Regions from separate parts of the Mus musculus genome. Here all the other regions are linked to region 1. The links are chromatin contacts, called in public Hi-C maps. All regions are on one chromosome and are shown on one strand. Each heading gives the region's core, a stretch centred on a gene start, on an enhancer-like site or on the middle of the called end of the contact. The rest is flanking DNA. Distances are from core to core; before and after follow the strand shown.

Region 1 (6,166 bases), core at 2,564-5,063:
AGCTTCAGCTTCAGTGGGAACCCCAGAGAGACAAAGCAGTAAACAGCATAGAACACCTATGGGAAAAGCTACCAATACCAGCACACAGCACAAAAGAGCTAGGGGTTCCCAGCAGTCATGAAAACCATAAAAGCAGGTCTGTTTCAGATCTTAGAGGTTCACCCATCTGCCACAGTGCATCCGGGATGCTGAGCTTGGTCCTGCAGGGTTCAGTGTTTGCCCCCCTAGGTTTTAAAAGGGTTGGTTTGGTTTAAGCCAATTTCCCTTTTCTATTTCCAAATTTCTTCCTTTTGAAATCAGAGTATTAACCCTATACCTGTCTTACAAATATATTTTTAAAAATATATAATTCATTCTAATATTTTCAGGGCCTTCAACTGAAAGTTTGCCTTGACTCTTAGGAGACTTCAAACTTGGGCTTTGTTTTGGTTTTGTTTGTTAGTTTTGGTGTTGTTTTCCTTCTTTTTTGTTGTTGTTGATTTTTCTGGTATTAGCTTGTTTGTTCTGAGACAAGTTCTCAAAAAGATGGCCTGGAACTCACTGTGAAGCTGAAGATGTCCTCGAATTCATAATCTTCCTGCCTCTACTTGTACAGCAATTATAGGCATAGGCTAATGATACCCACCTCTGTACTAAGACTTTTAAACTATGCAGTAGAAGGTTAGAAATTTTGAAGTACCAGGCATGAATGCATTTTGTATTGTGAAAGGCCTTGAACCTTGAGGGACACGGAGTGGAAAGGCAATATTTGGATGTGGTTTGGCATTCCAACGGCTCAGGTATTAGAGAACTGACTCCCAATCTCGTGGTGCTGAGTTTAAAGCAGAAACTTTACAAAGGCAGAATCTAGTAGGATATAATTCAAGGTGCTACCTATCCAAGGCACAGTGATGTTTTTGCTAACAGCCCTCTCTGGAGAACTGATTGGGATTCGGTTGAAACTAAGTGTGGTCACTCCCTACTTTCTCCCACTTCCTAGGTGAATACTGTATGTCACCCACTATGGGGCCTTAATCAAAGTCAAGCTGATATGTATACCATACCCCATTAACCTCCAGAACTATGGACTAGGTAAACTTCTTTTCTTTATATATTTCCCTTACTTCAAATGTGTTGTAATCATCTCAGAAAATGGAATAATAAAGAAGTATGTTTTCTTGTGAATTTAAGTAGCCCTGTGGTAATAAACTGGCATGATTTAACAGTGTGTCACCTCAGTGACTCGTTCTCTCCTTAGCTTGTGATCCTCAGGGGTTTTCTTGTGCTTTTTAAGGTAGGCCATCTAAAGTTTCAAGGCAAATGCTTGAAGTCTTGAATTCCAGTCAGCATGCCCAGGCTACAGTCACTGGGAACACACAGGTAGAGTGGACTCCTACCACCTGTGTCTTTTGGAAATCTTTGTCCCACAATTGCATGCAACTCTTTGACCTGGACATTTTTGGCTGAAAGTTAGTCACATGAACATCTGAAACTAAAAATCAGTTTCTGGAAATAGAGTCTTTGTTCTGGGATGCCATTCTGTCAAATAAAATAATAGATTATATTATTGTAAAAAACATGAAAATAATATTAGAAGATAACTAGAAGTCTCTGGCATTCGTGGGTTACTTAATCTCAAAAATCTCATGAGGAGTAACTCTAAAATGCTATTGTTTTTGCTGTCATTAATTCACTTGACAAATGATTTTTGCGTTATTATGTATTAGGTCTAGTTGCTGGATCTTGGGGCTTTGTAAGCAACAAGGTCCACAGTCTATACTGCTCAGAGCTTTACTCTGCTTAGAAGGAAGGCATTGAACAAATGCATATTTAATATGAAACTAGATGGTGATAAAGTCTATGAAGAAAAGTTATTTGGCATGATTGAATAAGGCAAAATGTTCATTAAAGCCAGGTGACTTTGAGAGACCTTTGACGAGATATTCTATTAGTAATAATCTGGATTGAGCCATAAAGCCATCTAGAAAAGAAGGTCAAGACAAAAGGAACAAATGTATCCTCTGATACAGATCTCTTCTCTCTCTCTCTCTCTCTCTCTCTCTCTCTCTCTCTCTCTCTCTCTCTCTCTCTCTCTCTCCTCTCTCTCTCCTCTCTGTCCCCTCTCTCTCCTCTCTCTTTCTCCTCCCCTCTCTCCCCTCTCTCCCCTCTCTCTCCTCTCTCCTCTCTGTCCTCTCTGTCCTTTCCTCTCCCCTCTCCCCTCTCCCCTCTCCCCTCTCCCCTCTCCCCTCTCCCCTCTCCCCTCTCCTCTCTCCTCTCTGTTGCTTATTATACTGGTTCATATGAATGATCCTTACACAAATACAGGATGTTCTCAAGATCTCAAGAGTAAAGACTGAGGTCATCCAGATAAGAAGCTCTGTTCTCAGACTGCCACTGGACTCTCCCCTTCATTACCATTTTATTGGCATATTCATTCTCGTTCTCTCTCCCTGTCTCCTGTGAGTGAGTGAGTGAGTGTGTGTGTGTGTGTGTGTGTGTCTGTTTGCTTGGTACTGTATGTTCCTATTTTCTGTCTTTTCCCATCCAACAATATCCATTCTTTTTATTCATAGCATTAATAATCATTTGACTGTTATATAACTGCATGCTCATTTTATTGCTGTGCGACATTAAAATGCATAAGGGGGCTTTCACTATTTTACATTTTAGTCTCTTTGGAAGCACCCAAACATACTACATCGGGATGGTGTTCAGTCCGTAAAAGGCTTGCTATGAAAGCAGGGGGACCTGAATTCCATCCCTGGTACTCATAAAAATTTGAGGCCAGTGGCAAGCATCGGCAATGCCAATGCTAAGGTGGGCAGAGACAGGTGTCCCCTGGAGTCCACTGGACAGAATAGCTAGCTGAATTGGTGAGCTTCAGGATCATTCAGAGACCCTGTCTCAAAACCTGAGGTCAAGATTGATAGAGAAAACCGTCATCATCATTCTGATCTCTGTACACAAGCATCCAAATGCACACACACCTACATCCGCAGGAAGATATGCATACCTACTCACCAGCACAAACCCCTGCCCCACCTCACCCCAGCATCTTATATACAGCAGAGTTCTCTAAATAGTTGTTGAAGGACTAGAGAGATGACTTCTTCCTGGCACAGTCTTTTCCTAATTTGTTTTTCTCAAATGGCATGTGGAAGAGCGTATGGCACGGAACATTGACTTCCATACTGGAAAGGCAGACACTAAGAGAGGAAAAGGCAGTCGGACGTGGCAATTACTTCCGAGGGTAATGACATATTTTGAAATTTGGAAGCTGCTTCATTAAAATTCATTTTGCACTACATAAAATAAGGAGTTGGGAGGCTGACAGAAATGAAACTCAAATAGGCATTCATTTCCTTTATCTTTTTACAAGACAGATCAATTAGTAATTTTATGGCCGAAAAAACTCATTTTTAAACGTTATGTGGGGCTTAGTGTAATATCAAATTTGGCCTAGTGTCACCTTTATTGAGAAATTGAAATCACCTTTACATCTGTTCATCCCAGGCTTCTTCTTTATTTATTTATTTTTTAAATATGGAGTGGCATATTTTCACCATCTGAGGTTGACAAGGGAAGAGGAGAAAGGCCATAGAAATGATCTCTTTGCATCAAGTCTCTCAAAAATACGGGTTCATGGTCAGCGGGTCAGCGATCAGCAATGGACCAGAATGTTTAAGCCACGTTTACATTTGTAAACCAGGCCTCCAAATCCCTCCCAAACAGGTGTGAGGGAGCATCCAGATGGACTCCAGGAGAAGCCAGGAAGCACACACCTTCTGCTGAGCTCCTGGCTGCTTTGCAAGTTGGCAGGATTTAGTGGCATCCTTGCCTCTCTTGGGGGCCTGCCAAGGGCACAGGCAGGAGGTGCCGGATGCTGATGAAAGCCAGGCTTCCTACAAGGGGGCTGCTGGCCAGAGATTTGACTCTTTTGCCATCATGATGTTATAAAATTCACTTCTTGCTGAATTACTGCTGGTAAAGATCCTAGATTCCTTTTAGGTAAGAGAATCGAGGTGTTATACAATCTCACCGTCCTGACTCATATGCTGACATTCTGCCACCTGAATTTTCCCTGAAAGATTCCATCAGAATTGGAATTTGTTCTTCAGTCTTGTATAGAGTTGCTGTTCAACAGCTGCTTCAGCCCACTCTAAAGCAATACCAGAATGTGGGCTTTTTCATGAGCTCCCTGTTGGGAGTGAGGATGCAGGATGCTTGCCATCCTCTTCATGCATTTGGCTGGATGAGAACAACTCTCTGATGAAATTGCAAACAAGAAACCTTTGGCCTCTTCGATGGCAAACAGTCTTGGGATAGCAAGGCTGATGGATGTATATTGTCCCTTCCACAGAGAGGGAGAAACCAAGACAGGTTCCCTAGCAACAAAGCCTCATGGGAACTTCTTGGAGGAAGGAGAATTGCTCTCCTGGATGCCCTAACCGAGCCAATGTCACTGTTCAAGAAGTCCTGTTATGCTAATGTCAGAAGCCACATTCAAAGAACTGAGAAGACAATAGCTTTCTCTTCCCTTAGCTTTCCCACCATCTTAGACTCTATCCATCCTCATGTACTAGAAGAGCCCCAGTCATAGAGGAATAAGAAAATCTGAAGAATACAGAAAGTACCAATTTCTCCTAATCTTATTTCTCAGTGGCATTTTATTAGGTCCAGAGGAGGTGTTGCAGTTTAAGTGAATTAATAGAGAGAACTACTCTCAGCTTCCTTTATTATCCTAACGGCTTTAAGGTATTTCTTTGTGCAAATATACCAAAGTAACTTCCGTATATAGTGTATCAGAGACAAGACTCTCAGTGTGAATCAACAACTGTCTCAATTCCAGAAGTGTTTCTTAGAGCTGAGCCCCTCTGTACAAAAGATCTTTCCCAACAGAAAAGGAGATATTATCTATCATAGGAAGATATTTTCTTCCAGGAAACCAAGAAATGACTCAGTGAGCAAGAGAACATGCTCTTCAGGTTTGAAGACCTAAGTTAAGATCCCAGAACTGAATTAAAAAAAAAAACAAAACCAAAAGCAATGTGTGGTTGCATAGGCTTTGAACCCCAGTGTTCCTGGAGGTGGAAACAGGAGGCTGGATGAAGTTGCTGTCCATCAGACTAGCTCCACATTCAGTCAGAGACACTGTCTCCAAAGAATAAAACAGGGAGGGCATCCAGCAAGAACCTCCTCCTCTGGCCACCACATGCTGTACTCATACATGGAGGTGCAAACACACACACACACACACACACACACACACACACCACATTCATGCACATAGATATACACAAAATATAAACATGCAATAATTACTCAAGGCACTTTAGTTTAGATAAAGATTAATAGTTTCCTACTGATAGTAGCTCTTTGAGAGTTAAAGAAAACAAGTCACTAAAGTGTCTGTTTACTAAGCCTGTTTCTTTTGTATGTTTTCCTTTTATAGCTTCATGGTTAATTCACTTATTCAGTGTATCCTTCTACAGAGAAGTAGGAGCTGAATCTTTAAAGTCAAACCCATTAGGAGTTTGGGGGCTTTCCCCAAAACTAGATATGGCTCTCATCAATACCAAAATCTTCTGAAGTTGTTTATGTCACAGAAAATTGCAGTGGCGTCACAGAACAAACTCCCTGACTATATAGTCAAAGTACATATTTTCTCTCATAACAAAAATAAAAAATAAAAAAAATAAGGGTATCTCAAAGTGGGTATATAAGTTTTAGAAAATCATTGAATACCAAGTTCTTCATCCTTCTAGGTTCAGCATTTGTAGTGTGTGTGTGTGTGTGTGTGTGTGTGTGTGTGTGTGTGTGTGTGTATGTGTGTGCATATTTAGTACATGCATGTAAGATATGTGGGTCCATAAACTGTGACTAGACATGCAGAAGCCAGAAGAGGGTGAGAGTCCTCCACCATTCTCTACTTTATTGCTTTGGATGGGATTTCTCACTGAACTCCAAACTGGTCAGTTCACAGACTGACTAGCCAGTGAAGTCTCATAATGTACGTGTCTCCTCTCTACCAGTAGAGCAGCAGCCATGCCTAACTATTTATATGACTGCTGAGAGACCAAGCTCAGATCTCCATGCTTGCAGAGCAAAAAAAAAAAAAAAAAAAATCCATTTAACTCACCACCAAAAGCTTTAACTCATGGCAGTAGGATGCATGCCTTACTGTAAA
Region 2 (6,779 bases), core at 3,215-5,714, 720 kb after region 1:
ACACAGATAAAAGCTCTTACAGCAGCCTGACAGATATATAAATGAAGGAATAGTCTTGCCATAATAAGAGAGGAAATTAGGGTTACAAGGGAAAACCAGAGGCACCATGATTCCAAGAGTTCAGAATATAGTTCACCAAACAGCACATGGTTGCAAGATAGGCTCTACCCTAGAGAAACTCAGCTGATTTTTCTGGCAGTCGGAGGTGGAACAAGTCTCTGACTTTGTCAGTTCAATTGGATTCCTTGAAGGCTTATTGAGCTCCTTGTGTATTCAATAATCTCTGTGCTCTAAATGTTTAAATTCCAGTTAAGAGATTGACATCAAGCTATCAGGTATAGTTATGTAGGCTGTGAATTAAGCATCTCTAAAAGAGCCATTCACATTCCAAATGTACTGTGTCAAGGTGGGCAGTCAAGGCTTACACAACAATCCCTGAGTACCCTAGTTAATATTTCTGATAAATAAAAATAGTATAGTTGTTGTTTTGATAAGAAAGAAAGAAAAGTTGTAATTGCTAAAAAGGCAAAGATGTGAAATGCCAGTTTGTTTGTTTTTTGTTTTTGTTTTTTGTTTTTTTTTTTTTGATGAGTTCTATGATCTTTGTAGAAAACCCAGGAAAAGCCCAGACAATCTAAACTAAGCCATGCCATTCAGATTTCATCTGTGAGGCTGCTGTTGTTTTTTTCCCTAAATCAGTATTTTTGAGCTCCATAGTTGCATTGGTTTTTAAATTTTCCCGTGTCTTGATTTTTAGCATGCTTGAGATAAACTGAAAGACACATTGGGAAGCCTGGAGATGGGAAACTCCAATGAATAGTTCATTATAGCACCCTGGAGAATGTCAAGCTGGCCAAAGGAAAATGACCAGAGATTTTCAAGTCTAAGTGTTTCCAGAAATTCTCACAACTCCCAAATCAGTGATTAGCTGATCCAGCATTGGTTTCTTCACATTGACATTTCAACAAAAGTGACTGGTAACCAGGAAGGACAGACAGATCAGGAATCTCGGTGACATTATTCTAAGCATTAGCACAGTGGCTCAACCAGGTCTGCATACAAGTGACATGAATGTTTCCTGGCTGTATGGAAATTCTTTCTCTTGTTTAAGTAACAGCGAATGATCGTTCATTTAATTTTAAGTCTTCTGTTTGATAAAGACTCTTTCTTAAATGCATGCATGTATATTTGCATTAATAAAACTGTTATATGGAAGTGTTTGAAACCCTAACTTGTACTAAAAAATCATGTTTTACAAGAAGTGAGGAAAAATTTGAAACCGGTTATGGTTAGATAGCTTTAGCAACACACAGTAAAATCCAGGTGATATAAGCCAGTTGTTAAGCAATGTGTGAGTCAGATGATTTTAAAAAGGTTACTTTGTCTGGCAAATTGGAAATATGCCTTGGGAAAGTAGTCTCTACCTCACTGGCCATCTTCCCCAAATCAGTGCAGAATTCTTGTCACATGGGTCTAAATGTGTGAACTCTTGTATTTTATGAGTAAGATAACAGAAGTGGTGAGAAATGACTTTGTCATGGTCCAAAGCAAACTGCAACCCCACAGGGGCATTTCAGTGTCTTTCATATCTACCTGACTTATGAAACCATCTTGTACTCTGTGTGTGCAGTTTCCTACGTATTCACTACAACACAAAATATTGTTTCTGAATCCATATTTGAATGTGTGTGTGTGTGTATGTGTGTGTGTGTGTGTGTGTGTGTGTGTGTGTTATAGTCTGTTACAGACAGGTAAAAACTCCTCTAAGTTATTCCAAGACAAATTTCTTCAAAGAAGTACATTTTGCTTCTACTTGGCGATGAAATGAAACAAATCAAACAAACAAATGTGCAAACCAAAAAAAGCAAAAAAAAAATTATTTTGAATCTCTAACAGCAGCTTTGTAGCCATGACCTGATAATTCTCCAATGTATACACATATTCAGAGATGACATCATATCCCACATATACACAAAATTATTTACCAACTAAAAATAAGATAAATCTAAAAGGAATATGGATCTCTTCAGAGAAGGGAATTTTAATAATGCAAATTATAAGATAATGAGATGCAAGGTGGTTACCGCTGAGTGATACACACTTAATAGCCTGGCCCCTGCAATTGAGGATAAATCAAATTCTGACACCAATCAATCAATCACATCTCTCTGATAAAATATTTCAAGAAATACATACCTTTTGTCAATGTCAAAGACTTAAAATGGTTCTAGAGCCCGATCACATTTTAAACAAATGCCATTAAGAAGGATATATATATAAAGGTGGCAATTTCTAGAAATCTCTTTCCAGTTAATTTTGGATTTCCATGAAGGATGGCTTGAGTTACCTCTTGTTGTATGGAAATCTTGGACTTCTATGATTTACTGGTTCGTGTAAAGACTGCAATTCAGCTTCTGCTTCCATTTCAGTGATAAGTGGTTTCAAATTATTTTGATTTTTGTGTAACTGATTTAGTTTGCCTTATTAGAGTTTTCCTGCTTCTAGTTAATGAGGCTGTAATTTCCTTTAATTTTTTTTTTTTTTGCTCTAATTGGGTTAGCAGTGTCTACAGAAATATAGCAGCCCTTATTTTTAGCTCCTGTGGTAGATCTCCTGCAGAGAAGTGGCATCTCCTCCATAGCCAGGTCAGATGGCGACTTCACATGGAGGATGGGGAGGTGAACACAAGCTGGCAGTGGAAAGTGGTGACTTTGGTTTGAATGTGAGGAATGAGTGGCAGGGGGTAGCAGTCACATTTCCTGTAAGCCTGCTCCTCACAGTCTTCCATCACCACATTCCCCATACCTACAAGGCACATTTTTCTATACTACAAATTGGAGTGTACAAAGGAAGGAGAGGGGGGAAAGAGAGAGTTACTTGTAAGTATCATAATCGAAAACTCCGAATTTTTATTATCTAGCTATTTTCAAAAGTTGAACCTGACCCAGCCTAATGTAGAAAGCAGTTCTCATTGTACAGCAATATAGGCTCAGTAAGAAAGCTTGTAAATTAATCCAGGAGAGACACTTGAGAATCCATACTCATGGTTAACCACACATGAGAACAAGAGATACAAAGTAGATCTGCTTGCCGGTGTTCTCTGTGAGAACTCTTTGGCTAATCATCAAAGAAGTAGAAAAGGGGGATGCATTTGTGGTGATTTGAGTGAGGAACATCCCCAATAAGCCTGTGTATTTGAGTAATTGTTACCTAGTGGATGGCACTGTTTAGGGAGCTGACACACCTCCCAGGTGTTACGGGATGCACATCACTCAAAGAAGGCTTTGAGAGTTTATAGCTTTGCCCCAGTTCTAGTTGGTACTCTCTGCTTTCTGCCTGTGGTTGAAATTATGATCTTGCTGCCGTAGCTGTCCATTGCCATGCTTCCTCTGCATTATGGACTCTCCCTCTGGAAACATAAGCAAAATAGATGCTTATGCAGGTCAACTTAGGTCAAGGTGCTTTTTCACAATAACAGAAAAATAATATAGTATTATTTTAGGGCACTTGAGTCTCTCTGGGGAGATGTCAGATATGGTTATTATGTTCCAATTTACTGTCCAGTCCAAAGTAAATCATATTGTGAACCAAGATGATGCCAGGAAATGATTTTCTTATAAAGTTCTTGGTCTGATCCATAATACCCCTCTCTCTCTCCCTCTCTCTCTCTCTCTCAAACTATCTGCCTGTCTATCTGTGCATATGCATTTTAGAATGAATTAAAAAACTCCAAACTGAAAGCAATTCTAGTCCTCCCAAAATAGTAACTGTTATGTTTTCCAAGTGGATAAAATGAGATTTAAAGGAGGAAAACAGAAACAAAAATATCAGCTTTGGCTTTAGCTATAGGAGAAGAAAGACTCTGCAATGATGGGAATTCTTTAAGGCAGACTGTGGAGGGAAGAGACTGAGAAGGATGTTAAGATGGCAGGCAGGCTAGAGTCTATGTGGAAAGGGACAGAGAATGTGTACTGAGCTGGTCTCTAGATGACAGCAAGAAAACTTGTTCTAACACAAATCTAAAGAAAGTTCTAAGCTTAGGCAGTCCCTAACTTCCGCTGGATCCGAGGAAAAAGAAAATAGTTTCTGAGTTTGCTGATGAGTTATGCTCAAGTCAGACAGGGTGTGAAAAGGATACAATCCCTTAGGGCAGTGGTAGTGCCCACATTTGATCCCAGCACTTAGAGGCAGAGGCAGGCAGATCTCTGAATTCAAGGCCAGCCTGGTGACCATAGTTCTAGGATAGCCAGGGCTACACAGAAAAACCCTGCTTGAAAAACTTACAAACAAACAAACAAACAAACAAAAGTCAAAAGAAATGAGGAAGAAAAAAAAGAGAAGGGAGGGAGGAGAGGAGGGTGGGAAGAATGGAGAGAAAAGAAAAGAAAGTGAGACATGAGAACAACGGAGGAGATGTGGTGTTCTTTATTCTGTCAGCTTGAACTTCAAAATAAAGCCCATTCTGCCAGAGATAGTGTGTACAGCTAAAACTGTAGCATCCTCTTCCCACTCTGGACAAACCTCGCTTGCAGACAGCCATCTGGCTCTGTGCCCAATTCATCAACTCACCAAGTGCTTTCCAACCTCAGCAATCTTTTGTTTCAGCAATCTTTTCTGACAGGAACATTCCTCCCCGGATCTGTGAAGAGCTGCCATCTTCTAGCCATCCCTGTCTCTGTTTAACTGTCTTCTCTAAACATGAGCTTGGTCTTTCTGATGTTCAGACACAGTACATGGTTTCTTTGTTCATTGGCTCTTTCCTGTTCCCTAAACTAAGGACTCCTTAAAAGTAGGAGCCCTGCCATATTAACATTGTTTGTCATTTAGAACAGAACTGTAAATTAGTGGACATATTCATAGTCCTATTGTGAATGCATAATGGACAAAAATCACTGGTTGTCATAAAGAAGGACCATGTAACCTGGAATTGGAGCTTTTCAAAACTTCTCCATCTGCCTGCCTTCATATCAGTGTAGGAGGCTGTCCGGTTTCGGGATAAGGTACAGAAGAGATGTAAATGAACTGTCTCAGAGTGAACTTAGATCAAAGCTAAAGGCTTTGATTCATGCAGGAGAATAATAGCTCCTTTACTATTTAATCTACTTTGAAGTCAACACTAGATTATGGGATGTAGAACTAAATAAAAAAGACTTTGGTGTGATGCCAAATTTAAGTCTGAAACTTCCCAGTGGGAATGTTTGATGATGAAAAGTAAACAAGAATTATTGTTAAATGGCCAAGGAAAATTTTAGAGATGTGGTCAGTTGATAAATCCCTTGCCACTCTAGTAAGGGTACTTAAAATTGGATCTTTCCCATACACACACACACACACACACACACACACACACACACACACACACAGCAGAAGCAATATGAACCTGTAATTCTAACAGGGGCAAGGCAGAGATAGGCAGATTCCTGGAGCTTACCATCTAAATAATGAGCTCCAGGTTCAGTGACAGACTTGGTGGAGAACAATAAAAAAGGAGGACATTTGCAATGCACAAACACATATCTGTGCACTCATATCTGTACACATATTTACCACATACAAAAAGACACACAAACATACACATACATATACTCACACACAAACTTAAAATAAAAATAGTGGGTTTTGCAAATGAGGTTATGTTGCCTTTCCTGTAACTCTCCCTAGTTATCTCAGACAGAATTCCAAAGTCTCTCTGCAAGAATGGACTATGAGAGACACTTGGTCAAGTGACACACCTAGTTTTGAAGGATCTTAGGAGGGTCTTAGGCACTTAGGAGGGTCCTTCTTTCTTACTGTCTTTGAATTGCTTTTATCAAGCACATGACCGAAAGAACATTTAAACAGTATCTCTCTAGAAAATACCCCGACCCATGTATCCCCTCCCTATCTAAAAATATAGAAAATTAAATAGAATACCCAGAAAATGTGGCTTTCCCGAGAAAACCCACTCTCAGCATCAGTCTCTGCACCCCTCCAAAGGCTTGCAAATGCCAATCCCACCTCCGCACAAGTGATGAAATGCCTGAGCTGTTCCTCATTTGTCAACAGAGAAGCTGCTAAATTGCTACCCTGAGCAAATTTACATGGAAATTACCAATGATACTCAGCAAATGAAAGAAGGAATTACAACAGAGGGGCGTGTAAGCCTTGAAAGTCAGCTCCCTCCCAGAGAGCTGCTGCTGGCTTCTGCACTTCTCAGTCAGGGCAGAGTCACTGTGGAAGAAGATGGGGAGGGAGCCTGGGAAAGGGAAAGATAATTGGTCCAGTCCCCTTCTTTGCTCTCACCACTTTACACCCATCTGGCTGCGTGTTAAATCTAGCTGGCTAACTCACTGATCTATTTCCTCTCCCTCATGTGCTTTTTTTTTTCTGCAGTAAACCCCTCCACACAAGAGAGACTGCTCTTAATTAGAGTTTCACACCCATCACTAAAGGTTAATTGCTCAGTTGTCTTTGTTTCCCTCCGTCTCAGAAGTTGCTGGCTAATCACTGGTACTCATAGGCATATTTTGTAAAATGTCTGGTGACAAACCTCCTGTGGAATTCCCAGGGCTACCTCTCTTCCTCCGTGGGCAACTTGCTGCTTCTTCCCTAGTTCCTGGAGTCCAAGGAATTCCCTCTTATAGAGGCATTTTAATGCAACAACATGGCCACTCTAGCTGGAAGACAAACACGGCTTTAATTCTGCAAGATAAAGGGAAGTAGATCTCTGAGTTCAAGGCCAGCTTGGTACAGAGCAAGTTACAGGTACAGAAGAGCTTAGGTCCAGGTATGAGGGTACA
Region 3 (6,380 bases), core at 582-3,081, 920 kb after region 1:
GTGACAAGTCATCCACATACTACAATTCTGAATGATGATGGAATTGAATCTAGGAGAACTCTTGCCTGATCTGTAATTTCCCAAGAGACCATACCACATAGTAAACATGTCACTAGGTTGCCTTGGATGAGGTTCTTAATGTTTGTGTACCTCCATTTTCCATTTGTGAATTGAGTCTGAAGCTGTCAGAATTAAAGGCATCAGCACATAAGACATCTTGAAAGTGTCTGGGACCTTAATTATTGGCTAATACAAATTATTCTGCATTCACTGTTTTCCTTTCTTTGGTCATTTTAATCATTTCTCAATTAATTTGCAAGCAATGTCTTCTTATACATGGACCATTCTAGTGCCTTCTGGATGTCCAATGGCATACAGCAGAGGCTGAGTTCAGCAAGTATAAGTGGTAGAGTGGGATAACATGCAGTGGGCTCATATTTGAGATGTCAACTCGAAGGTCAGAATTTGTAGGACCAATTTTGTGTGTATGTGTGAATCTGGGCCAACAGTCCAAGCTTAGCCAAATAATAATAGTAATGATAATAATTATGTTAGTAATAATAATATTGGGAAATGCCAGGAGAAAGCATTAGATTGCCCATGACTTCCAAACACATGAGAATATGAAGAAAAGGAGGACTTAAAAAGGCCCAGTTGGGGAATTTTCACATTTATGTCACAATTCTCCAGCCTCACTTGATCTAAACATTTTCCATCAGGTGTTCAGCACATTTTAAAAGCATGCCATATCATAAAATACCTTATTCTTAAAAATAATCTAAAGCAATTGATGCATATCTAATTATTGGTGAACAGCAATGTGCATTAGCTTATCAAAGGGGCCCCATGAATCTTGTAATGAAGAGCTTCATTTGACCAAAGCTTTCCTATGCTCACTTTATCAACTTTTATTAACCTGTATAATATGATTTCTTGGAATCTTTGACAAATTAAAGTGTAGGTGGAGAAGAGAGAAGTCAACTGGGCAGAAGTGGGGTGAGTTTTTACACTAGCGAGAAGTTCCATGCCAAGTGTGTGGTTTTAGCACATCAGGTCGCTGCTCTGAGGAGTGTAAACCAAGAAAGGCATTCTTTTAATTTGTTATTCATAATAGAAATCCAGCCCAGTCAATCAATCAAGCCTTATTAACTGTCAACTGAACTTAATACTTTTCTAAGAATATAATTATATGATAATAAGTGAAAAACACCAGGTTGGAAACTAATTCTTTCCTGGCCTTTGGTAACATGTGAGCCTGGCCTACTCTCTGTCATTTGTGTAGACTAGTTAGAAATTTGTCACACTGGGGGACCTTCGATGGCATGAAAGGGATTACTAAGTAAGCCAGTAAGGCACCATTTATAACTTGGGGGTCTATGTATATTTTAGATTCACAACCTGGTTTAACGAATTCTCTAAATTAAAAGTAAATTCCCAAACCTGCTTTCACTGTTTGAAAAAAAAAAGAAAAAAAAGAAAAAAAAAAAAACATCAACAACAACAAAAATACCAGACAAAGACACTAACTCTCTACCTCTCCCAAATTCCTTTCTTCTTTGTAGCTGCTGCCTGCCACCAGCATTGAGGTAGGAGGTATGGCAGAAAGTGAAAGGATTTATTAATTTCAAATAAAATTACTAGATGGCTTGGACATTCCACGCTTTAGCCCTGTGTTCTAATTGTTGGGACTAACAGAAAGCACAGCATGTAATTGCCTTTATTCCAAAGGTTCTATAAAAGAACAATGATCAAGGCAAGGGATTATTGTACCCTTAGTTCTGCAAATCTTTGTGTTCTTTGTGTTTTTCCAGGAAAATGAAAGGCACACACTGCTAAGCGAGATTGGGGTGAGAGTGCCACCTAGTGGCCTCTATTCACAACATGCTGTAAATTGTGCCTTTCTGGGATTTTAACCAGCCAAATCCAAAAGAATTAGTGCTACTCACCACCATAGCATTTGCAGGCCCCTGTTTGACCTCACAGCTCATGGGGACAGCTTGAATAATTAATGGAGATTGAAAGTGGCTTCTAAACAACATAATCTTTTTTTTTTCTTTCATCTCATTTTCTACATTAATTTTATACCATTAAGCTACTCTGATGGTCTGTAGGTCAGATGCTATTTCCAAAGACTGATTTGGGTCTCTGTGGAATTGGATATGGGATAATTGGTATGACTCTGCATACCTTCTTTTCTAGGAGGGAAGAGACAAAGTACCACGGTAGACATCCTGAAATGTATTCCCCACCTCGCCCTTCCTCACTTCCCTATAGTTTGCCTGCACTGGAAGAGAAATCATTTTCTTTTGATGGATTGCAAAGTGCAGCAAACTGCTTCCTTCTTTGGAATCACACAGATGTGAATTTGAAGCTTAATTACACAGCTCTAATATCCCATTCCTCTTCAGTAAAGTGACAATAGGAACATTTATTTTGAAAGAATATTGAATTATTGGGGATTAAATGAATTGATACTTGTAAAACAGCTATCGCAACATCCAATGCTAAATGGATATATGCTGTGTGTTTTCCTCCATGTAGATTGATCTGTCTCTGTCTCTCCATTTCTGTCTCTCTGTGTCTCTGTCTCTGTCTCTACACACACACACACACACACACACACACACTATACTCCACTAAAATTACACTTAAATTACAGAGGTAATAAAGATCAGACTCATCAATTAAAGTTTAGGACTCACTATCACATAACATTTATGATGGAAAGGGCCTTAAAAATAACAGAAGTTCACATTGAAAGATGGGGAATTGAAGAAAATGAGATTTTGTATATCTATCCCGAAGGCATAAAACCATTTACTGGCACTGATTGTATTAAACCCTAGGATTCTGACTGTCCAACTGTCTTGCTCTTCACAGGAGGCACTGGGGGCGACAGCTGTGACTGCAGCCTGTATTAGACAAGGGTCAGGAATAGCAAGTGGCTTCCTAAACATCCTGCAGGGAGTTAATGTCAAGGCTAGATCAGAGGCCAGCTCAGATGCCAGTAGAGTTCCATGTAATTGCCCCATGCTGCCTCGAGTTTATTTCCTTATATGGATATGATTTCAGCATAATGTGTGCTTGGATGCTAGGCTGCAGACTCAGGATCATCACCTGACTAATTACAATTATCCATCAAATTCTGAAAGAGAGGTTACCTTCTTTTGCCAGTCTTAATTTTTGAACCACAATTGGTTGCTTTTTCATATGACTGACAATTATAAGCCCACCACCTACACCAGAATCTGAAGATGTAATCTTAACATTTTCAAATACTATTTTCTAATCTACTCTATTGGTTTAATAATAGGAGATGGGTAATTTTTGTGTACCTTTTATCTTCCACTCTTTGAGCATATTGCTAACATATAGTGTGCTGGCAGGAAGCACTTGCACTTTGTATGAGACTCTCAGAACTCTTTTACATACATATGAATTTATTCATTTACACATTGCCTTCCTAAATACAGATTCCATTCTGCAGAGAATCTGTCTATTTGGCCATCACTATATGTTCAGTTCTTCCCATAACAATGCTTGATATACAGTAGGTACTTAGTGAATAAAAATTAAATAAATGAACAGCCCATTAAGTCAAACATGTCCAGCCCCTCCTACAGCATACTCTTCAATATTAATTATATTCCCTATGAAATTCTATATTTTTGGACACTCCATTTTCTTAAAAAGAGTAATGCATTTGCTGGTAGAAAGAACAGACACATGGAGGGTGACTAATCAGGGATATTTAATTATTAATTATAGAAGGATTTATACAGCTCTACCCCTGTTCTCTGGGCATGACTCTATCAAAGATAGAGCCTGGTGAGAATGATATTACAACAAGGGACTAGCTGTCTACTACAAGCTGAAGAAGAAAGATTGTGAAATTCAGAGGAAGGGCCAATGCTTAGCCTTGCCTGTTCTTGTCCAAAGAGCAGGCTTTGTGACTTCTATTTAACCAAAAAGAAGTTTCAGAAGAGGAAGTCAGAGAAGACAGTAAAGCAGAGGCAAAGCCTGTCATAGTTGCACTTACCCTCAGCCACATCATCATCCACTGTTAGCTTAAGGCTTTTTCCTCTCCGCACTACCCGGACGGTGTGCCACTCATTGTCATTGAGCTTCTGCCCTGCATACAGGGTCTCAGGTCCTTTGCCTAAGAATGGTGGTAAGTGTCAAATGTTAGAACCACTTCACAGTGTATTGCTCACAGCACTGACTTTATCAAAGCCACATTGGTGCACATGACCCAGGATGGCCAAAGATTCGATTTCCACTGATCCTATAGAACCCAGAACCCTCTATATTAATCACCAAAAGCAGGCATCTCAGTTGAAACATGGAGGACATTCATCCATAAAGAGGAAAATAAGTTCCCTCTTTTATTCATAGTTACTAGGTCTTAAATACTAAAAATACTCAATAAGATTTATAGCAATAGATAACCAGCTGGCATTTTTGCCAAGTCCTAGATATAAGAAATTCATCATAATTTTACTTTTATCAATTTCCTGCTTCTTTAAGCATAGTACACTAGTGTGGTGTCTACAAAATATTTACCAAGTGGGTGAGAAACAACTCTTGAAGGTAGATTACCTTAACTTAGCATTTCCACTAACCAACAGTCCTATCAGAATTTAGCAACCATAGCAATCATAAAAGTAAGCAACACAAGTGAAATTATGTCAAGGTTTAAACATTGCAAATGATACTCCTTGGGTAACCTGGGGGGGTCCCAGGCTTTTCTCATTGTTCATCATCCTCCAAAAAGATAGATAGATAGATAGATAGATAGATAGATAGATAGATAGATAGATAGATAGATATAAAGAATAAAACTTAAATGATTCAAAGAATGAAATAACAAAATTTTCAAAAACAAACATGTACAGTTCAAAACAGTGTTTCACATAAAGTACTACTAGGTAAAGAAATAAAATAAGTTGTCTTGAGGGACCCATGTTGAGATAGCCAAGATGAAATTCAATGGTCTGGAAAGTAGGGGACTGTGATGTTTAATAGCAAAAGACTGCAAGATGGGGAAACACGCTAAATTAAAATGTTCCCTGTTAGAAAGAGAAGATAGATTAAGTACAGAATGTGTGTCATGCTTGATGCAAGCTGGAAATCTGAAGACAGAGCCGACTTCAGAGATGCTGTGGACTTAAACTAAGCATCCCCCTGTGTGAGGTAGAAAGCACAGTTCTTACAGGTGCTTAAGGATTCCTGGATGAATCAGTCAATATGTGGACAGCTTCATGCTAAAGATGACCTGGAATGTATTAAACTATGTAAGAGGAGAAGCTATGATATACTATGTAGGAAAGAAAACAACAGTATCACTCAGCTCTAAGCAGTGTTAATTTCTACTTTTAAACATTGAGTAATTAGTATTCATAGTTTGGCTGACTGTAAGAGTTGCAAAGTAGTTAAAGATTGGGAGATTTTCCTCCCCTTGAAAAATAAAGACATTAGAGTGAAGTATTTTATTTTAATTGCAGCACAAAGAGATTTATTCATTTATTTTAATTTGTATTAATTAATTAATTAATTAATTAATTTGGTGTGGTTCCACCATCAAACATGCAACTCCAATGAATAAGAATCTGGAATATTCACTGACAAAACGAATCCAGTGAGCCTCAAATCAGGTACCGATGGCATGAATCTTAGGAGAAAAGTTTGCTAATAATCAACTGCTATTTAATCCCATTTTGTCTCTCAATATTATCTTGAACTCATACGCTAAAATGCCACTTGCCCTTATGTTTCAAATCAGTAGACAGACCCATTCATTGTCTCTGTCAACTCAAGCCTCAGATGGATGAAGAGCTTTCAAACCCCTCATGAGAGGGCTTTGGGAGAAAATGGACCACATCATGTGGGTGCTTTTTATAACAAGAACAGATGTTCTTCGAACAAATGAATCTGCTTTTGTGTTTTATGTTTTTATCCTCTTTATTCTACAAGCAAATGCTTCGATAAGAAAGAACAAAGCAAAGATGGATATGGAGAATATTGGCTATGGAGGCAGAACTGTTGCAGATATGAGCCATTTAAAACCTCTCCTAGAAGGTAGCATCTGTTCTTTAGGCAATTTTTTTCACATCACTTAATTTTTATGACTGGGGACAAGATAAGAGAGAGAATGACAAGCACAAACGCAGTCTGTTTGGGACACTACTACACACGTACCATATTAGCCTCAGAACTGTAAAACAAGCTTTGGTGTGGTCCAAAGTATTTTCAATGAAGCTAGCATTTTTACAGGCATGGCATTAAAGGCATCTAGCAAACGTACGTGGTGACCAGATTCAAACACAAATATTCAAATGTAGAATGCGGCATCCTACAATTAAAGCTGTGGAAAGACTAGT
Region 4 (5,957 bases), core at 196-2,695, 870 kb after region 1:
TAATCCCAGCCACACCCAGTGGAATGTCATCCTAAGAGAAGCAGGTGATCCATGCCACACTAGCTAGAGCCACTGGTAACTGAAGAAGCAGCATCAAGGGAGAGAGCCATCATGTCAACAGCAAGGAAAGTGGAGGTAGAGCTGGTATCTTTTATAGATATGGCAAAAGAGTGGAGAGCTGGCAAATGGTTCTAAGGTGCCAGAGAAGGAATACAGAGACGTGGAAGCCAGCAGACATCCAGGTTGCTAACATCTCTTGGTCTGCAGCCCTAGGCTAAGAGTGAGAACTGAATGTTGCAAGAGGTCAAGTGGTCATGATGAGTACAATATTAGATGTGTATCTACTTGCCTACTGCCCCTGCTCTCGGATGCCAAACATTGGGGGGCTACAATAGATCCTATAGCTGAGTATTTAAATAGCTTCTTATCTACCTCTAATTTCTATTTATAATGTCTCTCAAACCACTGGCGAGTTATACCCCTGGATTTAGAATTCTTGGGGGATGGAGTTTATCTTTCATCTCCATCTTTCCACTGCCCAGAATCTTGTTTAGTACATAGTAATATTCAGACAGAAACTTCGTGCTTTGGACAAATTCAAGGAAATTACAGGGTCATGCCTTGCCTTTTCTGTTTTCGTTGATAACAGACTTTAAGAAAAGGAAAGCACTTGTTGAGCTGTGCATGTGTCCTAGAGCAATCTCAAAAGCGATCGTCCTTCATTGGGAACCTCAAATGACAGACTCAGTTGGATGGTATTTTAGTCATTTCTCATTCATGCCATCTATTTCCCACACACTGTCTGTAGGAGGAAAGGCATTTTTGTCAGTGCTTCCTGTTGAAATATCTGCTCATAACAGGAACTTACCTGATTCCGAGTATCAATGCTCTTTATCAAAATACATGAGTATGGTTTATAACAAGGACACTGACAAGAGCATGTTGAAACTCTCCAAATGTGTTTAATTTTCTTGCTTATAAAGAAGGGTCATGACTGAGAAAAAACTCACATTGAGAATATCCACTGTTTACTCCTCTTAGTCCTGATTCCCTCCATTTTCCCTTGACCAACATGGGGAAAAGGAGGAATTTAAAAAAAAGCAGAAAAAGAAAAAAAAAGATCCTATCCATTAAATTGACCAATGGACTCACAGTACCCTCTAGTGGACAAATGGCAAACATTTATTTGTTTATTTGTTTGTTTGTTTATAATGTATGCACAGGCTTTCCCTTTTAAACCTAATACACTTTTGGCTTTGCTCACACGTCTCTTGGTATCTAGTGATCTTACAAATTCTTCTTTTTAAATCTACACTAAAAATGAATTGCAGGCATAAAAAGAAAGAACAAACAATTTCTTTTATTAACATCCAAACCTGCTAACACAAACACTGGGGGCCTCTACATAAATAGAGATGTGTGGGTTGGGCACCATCTGTCTATACTCCTGTTTGCCAAGTATCCTCTTATAGCACTAGGCATTTAGGTGACCAGTGTCTGGCCATCTAGACTATGGCTGGATTCTATTGCATTCCTCTGTGGGAATGTGGTTGTAATCCTACCTTGTATCTTTGCATACAACAAGGTGATATCATAGAGAAAGGAACTCATTTCTCATAGGTAAAGCTGGATTGCCACCTCCGTTCCCTGTCTCCTAGCTCTGTAACTTTTGAGACGGCTATCCCAAAGATTACATCTCAGTTCTCTCTGTTGAGGTAATGGTAATCAAATGAAAGACTATAAACAGAATCAAGAGGAAATAGATTAGTCTGCCGTGGTCTGAAGTCTTAGAAAAGTTTCCCAAAGTGTTTCTTATAAGTTTTATTTCATTTCTTAGCTAGTACATTCTAATTTCTATCTGATTATATTCATATGGTAGAACAGGAATCATAAAAATAGATTTCCACTAAGGGAAAAGTGGCTTCCCTGTCTGGACTCCGTAAGTCTTTAGTCATTTGGCAAACTTCAACAAATAACCGGAAGAACATTATCAGTCTAGGGATGAGTTCCCCTCCAATTGGCACTGGATAATCTCCTCTAGGGATAACATGTGTGAAGTGCAGATATGACCAAAATGGTGATGAATAGGTGGGTGAATAGTTTGTTAGTTTTACAGTTGTCTTTTAAAACAAACAAACAAACAAACAAACAATCAAAATCCTTTCCCTCTGAACTAACACAGAAAGAGAAGTGAACATTACATTCAAATCATTTTTTTCCAAAATCTATAGCTGAGGTACTTCGTAGATTTCATTTTCCTAATCAAATTTAGAGGCTATGTTGAACAATAAAGCAATCTATTATGACATAGACATCCCCCCCCCAATGAATCATTTGAATGGATCAAAATAAATGAAATACTCAAAGAAAATGACACTACAAATTCTGAAACATTAGTAGTTTTTCTAGACTTCCTAATACTGAGAATGGTTGGGTTATTTTAATGATATGTATCTACCTGAATCTTTAAGAAATACTTACATTTCAATCATAGGAAGAAAATATTTGTGTTCATATTCCTAAAAAGAAATCATGAATGTCCTAAAATCGCATTACATTTGCTGGCCTATATTATTCTCTTGTCAAAGAAACCTTCATTTAACTCCAGGGCAGAGGAGACGGGACCCACCACAGGCTTGTGTAATAAAGAGACAGATGGCCTCACTGGTCACCTGTCAGCAGAAATTATTCACAGAGGAGAAAATGAGCAACAGAGACTGAATAATTCTTGTGTGTTTTGATTTCATAATCTCAAGCCATCCTATCTGTTTATAAGGTGAATTTTAATCAGAGCAGGAAACAAAGTTGGGGAGAGGATAGAATATTTATTGCAGCCCTCACCAGAGGTGGACGGCATGAAATATTCTTCTTTGATCATGATGGATGGACCCTTCTTCTATAAACTGGAAAATGAATATCCTCTCCATCCCAGCCCTTCTCTACAGACTTCCTGGGGAAGAGGAGGGGATCTCTCCTGTCCAAACCTGACAACTGAATTTAATCATGCGTGTAAGTAGCAAGTCCCCATGATAAGCATCCCACTCACCCTGAACCACCAGCACCAATGGAAAGACTTTAACTTACAATGTGGATTTCATTAAAGAAAACAAAAATGGGGAGGGGCTGGAGATGGAAGCTGGTTCTCAAATATTCATTTGTTTATAGTTGCATATAATTTCCATGTTATAAATTGCAAAATTGATTAAATAAAACAAAACATTTACACTTACTACCATGGCAAAGACGATTTTCTTTAATTTCTGTATACTTGAACTTCCTCATTATCTTAAAATTAAGTCATGATTTTTAAAAAAAAATAGTATGGCTATTTTAATTTGGGTGACAGAGTATAATAGATTAATTCATAGGAATATTTTTTAATTTCTTAAAGAGAAATAGTTTTTTTCTTGAGACCCCAAAATATTGAAACATACTTCCTTATGCAGATATCTAAAAGTGGTAGGGTTTATTTTCTGAACTTCTAAACAAACTCATCGAATCTATGTAACCTTGGGTTGTCCTTCTTTAGCCACTTGACAAATCCTCAACTTTCTAAGCCATGGGACCAGAAAATCATAGGATTAACACAGAAGCAAATCATACTTTACCTTATGCCTACCTTCTCGGGGGGTGAGGGGGTAGATGACCACAATTTATAAGTTCATCCCCCTTAATCCAATCATCAAACACTTTATCTTGCCTTCTGTTGTTCTTTAACAAAGGGGAATGCCAAGGCTGCCTGATGGGACATAATCCCCTGGATGGAACAGAACTGACCTGTATTAGCATCATTCCACCTGAAAGCTTAAGCCCAATACAAGCAACTGACAGCAAAGATGACCCAGGTCAACTGTGAGCAAAAGGTATAGTAAGGAACCGGAGCTTTGCGTTTCAGTGTGCACAAGCTCTCACAAAATTATGAGAATACGGTGCAAGAAAATGTAGTACTGATGTCTTGAGAATTCTTACAGCCAACTGGAAATTGCAGTTAAAGGGAAGAAGGAGTAGAAAGCGAGAAACCTAAAATGAGAGTACACATCCCTCAAGCCTTTGCTACATAAAATTTGGGGGTCCAGAATTCTATAATATTTGCTTAAGGTCAAAATTTTCTTATACTGCAGGGGAGATTATCTATACACTCCAAGGGTCAAAACTGTGTTCCCATAAAGATGAAATAATGTACATATTTCAAAGGGATGCAGGAACTAATAGTATTGAATGCCTCAAGCACTCTAGGTGAACAGGTATTTGAAGGAAAGGTCCTCTGGGCTCCCTGGAATTTCTTCATGATAATTGCCTAGAGCCGGGCAACAGTAGCAGAACTTAGTTCACATCAGGGAGAAAAAAATGAACTTGGAATGAACTTTTCTCAGCCATACACAGTAAAGGATATTAAAATTATATTTCAATCAGAGAATTCACAATTCATTTTACTAGAAATCATACAGCAAACATTATCTGATACCTCTAAGTCCAACACGTAGCTGGAATTTATGAGCTGTCCGAGTAACACAAAAAGGTGTTTAGTGCCTATATGTAGATTTCTTTAACGTATAAGATCTATTAATTATAAATCCAAGCATATATAAAATAAAAAAGGAACAATAATCAGATCTTCAAGTTTATAAATGGAATATATTTATTACATTTTAGCCATCCTACCAATCCTTTGATTATTAGACTTTACTATCAGCCTTTGGGTGGCTTGATATTTTTTTTAACTTGAGACTAGACCTAAAGCTTACAGTGTCAAAATCCTAGTGTCAAAATGCCCTTTAGCCTGTAGGCTCCTCCTATTGCTTTTCCTGGCTTCACTCAATGTTCTTTGAAACTTTCATTCAATCCACTCTTTCACAAACTGAGCCAGGCTTTGGCTCTTTGCCCTGAGCAGATGAGTGATGTTTACTCTCCACACAGCTTATTCTATGTTCAGCTGCCGCTCACACACTGCCAGCAATTCTTCTAAGCCAGGTCTTGATCAACTCATACCCTTGTGCAAAATCATCCCTTAGTACTTGTGATGGTTAATTTTGTCAACTTGATACAATCTAGAATCACCGGCCAAAAGAGTCTAATTGATGGATTGTCTGGGCTAGATTTCCTGTAGGCATATCTCTGGGAAACTATCCTGATTATTTTAGTGAAGATAGAAGGCATGGCCACTGTGGGTAGCTCCATTCCTTATAAAGGGAATCCTGTGGTTTTATAAAAAATAAAGAAAGGGAGTCAACCACCAGAATGTATACATCAATTCATTGGTCTATGTTCTTGATTGCTGATGTAATATGATCAACTGCTGCCCCAGTTTCCCAAGGATGATAGACTGTAAACTGAAATTGTGAACCAAATCAATCTTTTCTTCCTTAAGTTGTTTTTGCAGTGGAATATTATCACGGCAACATAGAAAAAAAAAGTAGGGCAATTCTTTTCATCTGAAACCTTTTGCCTCCAGAGTCTTGTGGATCTCACTTAATAGGGTACCACCGCTGTGATTCCTCCTTGCTTGACTACAATTAAATGTTCAGTTCTCCAAGAAGTCCCTGGTGTTTCCCACCATCCTTCCCTGTTCACATTGTTTGTTCCACATAACACTGAGCTTGGGCAGAGCACATCAGACATAAAGATAAAATAAGAAATGCATACATTGGACCTCATGTCCATAAAAATGGTACATATGGTTACCATATAGCCCACTGAACTTGGGCAGAGCAGATCAGACATAAAGATAAAATAAGAAATGCATACATTGAACTTCATGTCTATAAAAATGGTACATATGGTTACCATATAGCCCACATTACCCTGGTTATGTGGACTAATTTGAGATATATTTGATTTTTGAAAGATAGAGGAAATAATTAAATATAAAGTCATTTTTTAGAGGAAAAAAGTATTTGCTTAGAAAAGAACATGAACAATTAAGTACAAGAATTAAAATTTTATCACAAACTTTAGTA

The links. A called contact is a pair of places that touch in the nucleus more often than the background predicts.
Region 2: a contact with region 1 is called in a Hi-C map of cerebellar granule neurons, with 2.7 times the contacts expected there. The contact joins two enhancer-like sites. A contact is called at or near these places in 3 of 484 Hi-C or Micro-C datasets (brain, cerebellar granule neurons and cerebellum).
Region 3: a contact with region 1 is called in a Hi-C map of cerebellum, with 2.0 times the contacts expected there. The contact joins two enhancer-like sites. A contact is called at or near these places in 3 of 484 Hi-C or Micro-C datasets (cerebellar granule neurons and cerebellum).
Region 4: a Hi-C map of cerebellum shows a contact between it and region 1, with 2.9 times the contacts expected there. The contact joins two enhancer-like sites. A contact is called at or near these places in 4 of 484 Hi-C or Micro-C datasets (brain, cerebellar granule neurons and cerebellum).

What each region holds. Positions count from the first base shown.
Region 1 is chr12:90,423,473-90,429,638 of GRCm38.p6, reverse strand. No RefSeq gene overlaps it. Among named protein-coding and RNA genes, the nearest start is that of Gm40538, 18 kb to the right of the region's middle. Within about 2 kb of position 3,813, at least 13 of the 459 cell types and tissues checked have an H3K27ac peak or open chromatin away from gene starts, as enhancers often do. A contact at or near this core is called in cerebellar granule neurons and cerebellum, where this site is marked.
Region 2 is chr12:89,699,021-89,705,799 of GRCm38.p6, reverse strand. The region is part of intron 14 of Nrxn3 (neurexin III); the gene reads right to left. Among named protein-coding and RNA genes, the nearest start is that of Gm40538, 710 kb to the left of the region's middle. Within about 2 kb of position 4,464, at least 2 of the 459 cell types and tissues checked have an H3K27ac peak or open chromatin away from gene starts, as enhancers often do. A contact at or near this core is called in cerebellar granule neurons, where this site is marked.
Region 3 is chr12:89,500,797-89,507,176 of GRCm38.p6, reverse strand. Nrxn3 (neurexin III) reads right to left here. Exons shown (of 20, transcript NM_001198587.3): 10 at 4,040-4,159. Among named protein-coding and RNA genes, the nearest start is that of Gm40537, 530 kb to the right of the region's middle. Within about 2 kb of position 1,831, at least 9 of the 459 cell types and tissues checked have an H3K27ac peak or open chromatin away from gene starts, as enhancers often do. A contact at or near this core is called in cerebellar granule neurons and cerebellum, where this site is marked.
Region 4 is chr12:89,550,434-89,556,390 of GRCm38.p6, reverse strand. All of the region lies in intron 14 of Nrxn3 (neurexin III), which reads right to left. Among named protein-coding and RNA genes, the nearest start is that of Gm40537, 580 kb to the right of the region's middle. Within about 2 kb of position 1,445, at least 4 of the 459 cell types and tissues checked have an H3K27ac peak or open chromatin away from gene starts, as enhancers often do. A contact at or near this core is called in cerebellar granule neurons and cerebellum, where this site is marked.